Regions from separate parts of the Mus musculus genome. Here region 2 is linked to region 1. A link is a contact called in public promoter capture Hi-C data. All regions are on one chromosome and are shown on one strand. The core of a region is the stretch at or near the end of the contact, and the rest is flanking DNA. Distances in the headings are between cores, read along the strand shown.

The links. Promoter capture Hi-C pulls out the DNA fragments that hold promoters and counts their contacts.
Region 2: a promoter capture Hi-C map of stem cell-derived epiblast-like cells shows a contact between it and region 1, with 4 times the contacts expected there. The contact joins the promoter of Tcf12 here to the promoter of Myzap in region 1. A contact is called at or near these places in 4 of 39 promoter capture datasets (hippocampal neurons, liver, pre-B cells and 1 more) and 2 of 115 datasets of contacts at active chromatin or transcription factors (large pre-B cells and pancreatic cancer cells).

Annotation. Positions count from the first base shown.
Region 1 is chr9:71,590,450-71,593,962 of GRCm38.p6, forward strand. It overlaps Myzap (myocardial zonula adherens protein), which reads right to left and starts at 1,911. Exons shown (of 13, transcript NM_001033208.4): 1 at 1,741-1,911. The coding sequence starts at 1,815.
Region 2 is chr9:72,110,271-72,113,783 of GRCm38.p6, forward strand. It overlaps Tcf12 (transcription factor 12), which reads right to left and starts at 1,549. Exons shown (of 21, transcript NM_011544.3): 1 at 1,306-1,549; 2 at 468-564. The coding sequence starts at 542.

The DNA of each region.
Region 1 (3,513 bases), core at 661-3,160:
CCACTGAGATAAATGATAGTTCTCTTTTTACCTTGTCGATTGCCTTTGTAACTCCTGACCCTGCTGGGAGACTAAGTAGCAGTTCACCTGCAGGGAGAGGCTTGCCCTACACACCTCAGAAAGAACCTTTCTTTTAGGGTCACTGAACCCTGGAAATACTCTGCTCGCTCTACAAACTCATTTGTGATAATATCTGCCTCCAAGAGCAGAATGGAACTGAGTGCCCAGCCCTGGGGCACACAGAAATAGATCTATAAATATTCAGTGAGTCAGTTAGTCAATCAACACACACACACACACACACACACACACACACACACACACAGGAGCCTTTAAAAAGATTTTGTCCACAGAAGTTCTAGAATGTTCCAATCAGTCCTACATAGTCTGAATTCGGAAGCCTGAGTTCTTCAGACCAAAGTTTCGATGCAGTCTTAGCCAAAAGACAAAGCATTCCAGTATGTCCAGACATCATTCAAGAGAAAAATCTCAAAGATGCTACTGAGTCTACTGGCTATACCTAATTCACTCACAGGATCCCAGCATCAACCTAAATCAGAGTCTCCCTGTGGGTAGGGGCTGCTGCACACAGCTCAGGGCTAACTTTGTAATGATTTTATTCTTTGTCAACCTAAATTTTGTTCTGATTAAACAAAGCCTTCCATGGGAAAGAGTCAAATGCCCATCTTGCAATAGGGTAAGCCCATGGTTGGAAACTCACTAACCAAATGGGAAGCCACTTTATTAAGTTAATGACCAAGCAACCAGAGTTCTATGAGCCTTAGGTGTCTAACATATACACACAAACATAAATACACACACACACACACCACCACCACCACCACCACCACTTGGCCCTCACCCAAAAGCAACACATGCCTTTCGTCTATAAATGGAGAAAAGATAAACACTAAAGGTCAAATCAAACTAACCGGACTTGGGAAGGGGCTTTTGGAGTGGGATTTAACCTGTTAGAATGAACGGTGGAGATACGTGATTAGTGAAGAGGTAGGTATTTAATAACGTGATACCAGAAGACTCAGAAAGCTACAAGCCAAGCTCCTAGCAGACTTCTCTGAGGCCCTGATCTTCGAAGGGGCATAGAATGTCAACCTGACAAGCCTGGCCATTCTTTCAGGAGCATCTGGGAGGTAAGAACTGATTCAGCAAAGACTGTGGCTAAACACATTTCTTTAGGGAAATCTCCCTGGAGGTGATGGTCAGGGCTTAAAAAAAGAAGTTCCTGCGTAAACTAGAGTCCTGCACAGCTAGACTCCGAGGTGGTCAGCTGCTCAGCTCTGGTCTGCAAACAGGCAACCACCTTGGCAAAGCTGGCTCCTGGATCAGAGGCTGTCTGTCACTGGTGGATGGACATATGGATGATGCTCCCAACCAAGAGATGCAGAAAAGTTCACGTTTCAAGTATATTCAGGGCAGAGACCTCAGAAACCTCTCCCCTGCCTTTTTTAAACTGATGCCACATTTAAGCTTGGCTTGACAGTGGAGACGCGAAGGAGAAGTAAGTTCTAGGTATCCCAGAAAGTCCCCTAAGCCCTCTCTTCCCGCCTCGGGAGCATCCAGAGGGAGGGTCACTGTGGAGTCCCGGACTGGCCAGGAAACTTGAGCCAAGACTGAGGTATCGACAGCCAGAAGCATCCTTCTCCCCACATCCCTACAGATGGGGCGACAGGGATGGGTGCGAGAGATCCCCAGCAGCTCCTTCTCCAGCTAGCTACTTACCCTTCTACTGGGCGTTCCAGGCGACTTGGCGCCGCCACCTGAGAACAGGGTGACAGTGGACGTGGAGCGCAGCATCTCGCAGCGGCTGTGGAGCAAGGGCTGGGTGCCCGCGCTGCTCCGGGGCAGGATAAGCGTGCGGGGCGCACCCTACGCGGGGGAGGCTCAGACACTAGAAGCTACGGCTTCCGCAGGGCTGGAGCCCAGGAGGCGGGGCCTGGGAGGGGCCTGAGAGGGGCGGGGCTAGGATTCTGCCAGACTAGTCAAGCAGCATTCTCTCCCCAAAGTTGAGCGTCTCCTCTCTGTATCTCCCTGTCCAGTCTTCCTGCACACACTGTGGGTCTGGTCTCTGTATCCCCTGTCCTTTTGGCCTCACGACCCCAGAGCTTTCCATCAAACCCCAAGGACTACTGGGACCCTTGGTCTTTGTCACTTTTTTTCACGGTAACTACTGAGTGCCTATTATTTGTGCCTCCTAGTGAACGACCGACTCCTGTCCTCACAGATTTGCACCCTAATGGTGACCCTGAGAGAAGACAGTTGTCATTTCTGTGGTAGAAAACAGGTATGTGTGCTGGGAGTGTGCAACTGTCCAAAGGTCCTCAGGAGCCAGAAAGAGGCTCCCAGAGGAAGTGACTAAGCTGAAGACCAGAATTGCAAGGCTGTCCACATTCATTCAGTGATTGCTGTGTGTCCACCTGGCAGGACTGACCACCCTTTGCGTCAATCAATCTTCACAACCACGCTTTGGGGGTAGGTGTCATTATCCTGCACCCCATTTTGCAGGTGAGGACACTGATTCATCAAGGGTTGAGTAAGGCAGGAGGAGCCCCACCAGGTGTTAAGTGGCCAAGCTAAGAGGTGACCTACCCTGTCAGCCCCTAGGGCCTTTCTGGAACACTCTGCTGCCCCCTAGCAGAGATAAGCAAGGCAAGGGCAGATCTGGGACCCTTCCTTCTTAGGCATCCTGTCACAGTGCCAGGAGCTGATGGTGGAGAGAAGCTAAGGAGAGCTGGGGCCTAGTCACTAAGAACCTGGTGTGTGAGTGCTTAGGCCTTTAACATCAGGACAAAGTGCTTCGGGGGAAAGAGAGGGAGGACACAGTATCTCCATTCACCCTTCAAAGCCGAGGCAAAACCCAGCCTTCTCACCAACCTCCTAACCTGAACCCCGACGGCACCCCTGAACCTAGAAGCTTTGTTTCCCTAACTTCTGTGCACTCTCCTCTCTCTCTCTCTCTCTCTCTCTCTCTCTGTGTGTGTGTGTGTGTGTGTGTGTGTGTGTATGTGTGTGTACCCATGCACACGAGTGATCCCAAGGTTGCACCACCAGGAAAGACGTCAAAGAATGTTACCAATCAGAATTCCTCGTGATCCCACAAAACTTGCCCCTTTGGTGACAACAGTCATGTTTTCTGCAAGTCTGCATGAAAGCCGCAGGGCCTCTTCTCTGCCAGCTCTTCCTGATGCTTTCTACCAACCTCATCACCACTGTGTGTGTGTGTTTTAAGATTTACTTTTTATTTTTAATTTTGAGTTTGCCCAGGTGAGTACAGGTATCCTCAGAGGCCAAAGGCGTCCAATCCCTTGAAGCTGAAGTTAGCTCAGTTGTTAACCACCCACCTTGGGTGCTGGGAGCTGAACTCTAGTTCTCAGCAAGAGTAGTAAGGTTTCTTAATGTTGAGCCATCTTCCAGCCCTCTGCCTCTGTCCTCTTAGATCTGTATGCACTTCCTCCTCAGGCTACACAACCCCACCAGGTAGATTCTGTTAACATC
Region 2 (3,513 bases), core at 299-2,798, 520 kb after region 1:
ATGTATACTTAAAGCAGTCAGCTCACAAGGCTGGGAATTCTAGCGCTGGGGTTGGCTTTTTTGAAGCTGGCATCTCTCAGGTACCACAGGCTAAATGAAGTCGTGGGGAGGGAAATGCTGAGAAGTCTTCAGGAAAAAAAATATTTTTTTTCTTTCATATAAAGTCTAAAATCTCTAATAATTATCAGAAGGGAGTGACTCAACCAGAGCTCATGATTACATTGTTCTTCTTTTAACTAGTTAAATCAAATGACCCCTCTGGCATTAAAGTTTGAAATCTGCAAGTCTAGACATTACATCAAAGTTCAGGTGTCCAACTTGGGGGAGCTGGACTCCAGCCCTGAGAACTAGCGCTGAAAAGCAGATGGAGTTGCCCGCTGCCATGTCGCTTTCCCCCCTTTTCTCTCTTGCTCCCGATCTCGGGAAACCTCAGCAGAACCCCAAGATGCGGAGGAAAGCTCTCATACCGCACTGAAGTCCAGCAGGTCGCTCAGCTCCTTGTCGGTCCCTATCGCGGCCATGCGCTGCTGCTGGGGATTCATCTTCAGCCACTTCTAGCAGGTCCTAAGGCAGAGAAGACAGGCTGAGCCGCGGACACCCGGACGCTCGACGTGAGAAGGAGAGAGAGGGAGAGAGAGAGAGAGAGAGAGAGAGAGAGAGAGAGAGAGAGAGAGAGAGAGAGAGAGAGAGAGGCAGCGCTCGGGGTGGGGGGCGCCGAGCGACACGCCAGATCCCCACGCATACCCGAAGGACAGTGACGGAAGCCGCTCCGACACGGGAGCCCACGCGTGGCTCCGTGGCTCCCGCAAGTTTCCAAGGTGGCTCGGCTTCGGGGTGCCCCCGGGGAGGAGTACGGAGCGAGCCCGCGCCCAGCGAGGGAGCGAGAAAGCGGCGGCGACCCGGAGACCAAGTGACTCACTCGCTCAGCAACAATAGAGCTGACAAGTTGCGGGGAGCGCGCCGCTCGCAGGCCCGCGTCTGCGGCCCGGACGTCCCCAGCGGGGGTCCCCGGCTTGGTTGAGAGCGCCCCACGCGCGTCCGCGCCCCGCAAACTCCCGCCCGGCCTCCACCTCCCACTTGGGCCGCCCTGCCCCGGACTCGCGGAACAATGAGGCGGGCTCGGCGGCTCCCCGGCCCCGAGCGCCGAGCCCCGAGCGCCGCGCAGGCCGAGCGCCGCTGCCCGGGCCTGGACCCCGCAGCTCGCGCCTCCGCCCCGCCGCGCGCCGCAACTTGGACGCGGCCCCGGGCTCCGCGCCGTACAAAGGGACCTGAGTTCCGCACGTCCCGCCCGCCGCCCGCGGTTACCTGCCGCCCGGGCTCCGCATCCAACCTTCCCGATTAAAGTTCACTTTGGCCGGGAGCGCGGGCTCAGGCTTTCCCCCTCCCCACGCGCCGCCGGCGGCTGCGTTGCCTCGGGCCCCCGCGAGTGCTTGAGTCGGCGCGACTCGGGCGGCTCTCGGGCTTAGCCGCCCGTGGCTCCCCGGGCGGGCTGGCTGTCCCCCCGATAGAACTTGTGGGTCTCCTCAGGCGGACATTTTTTTTTTTTTCCGCTGAGGCGGCCTCAGCACCGAGCTCCGCTCGCCTCCGGATCCCTCCGCGCCTCAAGCGCGTCGGCTTAACCCCTCGCTGCCCGGCGCGCTCCCGCCTCCCGCGCCGAGGAAGTGGGACCGCGGAGGGGGCGGGGAGGCACGGGGCGGGGCGGAGCGGCGGACGGACAAAGCCCACGGCGGGCGGCGGCCGTCTCCTCAAGCTCACTGCGCCCCGAAGTGCCGCGACGGGGACGCAGCTGGGCAGCATCTGGATCTGCCACCCGCAGCCATTCCGGAGCTCAGCCACGCCGGACGCGGGAGGCGAGGCCGGCTGTGGAGCCGCAGCTGTGGTGGGCGGACTCTGTGGGAAAAGCGCAAAGCCCCTCACGCCGCGCTCATCAGCTTGCTCACCTGAGCGTGCCGTCCCACCTGAGCCCCGCGCTGCAACACCAAGTTCTGGGAAAGGATTGCGCCTGGCCTTTGCTGTAACCAGAGAGACAGCCCCAGGAAGTTAAGTCTTGATGAGCAAGTTCCGAACTTGGCCTGAAGAAGCCCCAAAGAAAAAGGGGAAAAATTCGGCCTTGGAAGTTAAGGTTTACTTGAGGGGAAGCTAAGGTGATTGTGTTGAGGTCTGCGAGCACAGAGAAGACCAGCCAGGCCCAAGCAGAAGAAACACTCGAGACAAGCATCCAAAGAAACGAATTGAAGACAGTGGCCAACTCTTGAGTATCCTGACTGTAAGAAGGAGCCGTTGGCCTCAGAAGTTCATATAAAGAAGATAGTTAAATGTGCCATTGCTGTACTTACTGCAACCAGAGCTGTCCAACCAGAGAAGCAAATTAAGGTTTATATGTGGGACCTCCGTATAGACCATTCCAGAACTAATGGTAGCCTACTCACCCCCAAAGCCAGTCCCACTTAGGTACATACATGCTTTGGCAACTTGTGGAGTGTGTCTCCATCCTAAACAAAGTAGCATGATTTCACCTAAAAAATGATAACGATCCCGTTTCCAACTAAGACTAGCGGATGGTTAACCCACATACAAATAGGCAATTTGCTGAAGTCTTTGAGAACATTTTTGCAAATGCTATAAAAAAAAAAAATGAATGTCATCTTCCAAACTCAAGATCTAGCCAGAGTAAATCAAACAGACAAGAAGAAAGTCTTCGCAAGGAGAGATCTGATCTTTGATGATGTTTCCAATATAAATCAAACAGTTCTGAGCCAAGTCTAGCATCATTGATTAAATGAACAGGGTTTGGTTATCCGTAATTTGGTGTATACAAAAGTGAGGCAAAAAGCAGTCACAGAACAACCAGGAAATTTGATTAGGTAACTGGTAAAGCCATATTTCTGTGGTACAATCTCTAGGGAAGATGCTGAGGTTTGGTCTTCTGCTATGCATTGTAATACTAACTACTGGCCTGGTTGCCCCCAGGGATGAGAGAATCTGCACTTAGGTAACCTTGTCCCCAAGTTATCCCTGATTGGTGAATAAAGATACCCACTGCCTATGAGCAGAAGAGAGATAGGCAGAGTTTTGGTTCTTGGGCTTGGGGTTCCCAGTCAGGAACCAGGAGGAGAGGGTAGTAGGTAGAGAGAAGAGAGCACACCATGGGGTAGGTGAATCATGAAAACATGGCCATGAGAGCTGGCCACTTGGAGTTAAGGACAGCCAGATGAAATGTGGCAAGTTACAACTCGGGGTTATTGATAGGGAAGTAGACATAATAGCTTAGAAGGTAGATATCTGACCAGATCTAGTACATTAAAGGGTCATTATAAATATAAAAGTTGTGTGTCTTTTGTCTGAGAATTGAATGATCAAAAGCAGAGTAGAAACCCCTGATTGAGATAAATAATTACTACAAGAAGAAGGGGTGGCATGAAACCATGCGAGATGTATGCTGTTTCCAAGGCAAAGGAGAGGCAGCTTATACTGCTCACACAGCTATTTTAGAGGACATCAGAGGATTCACTT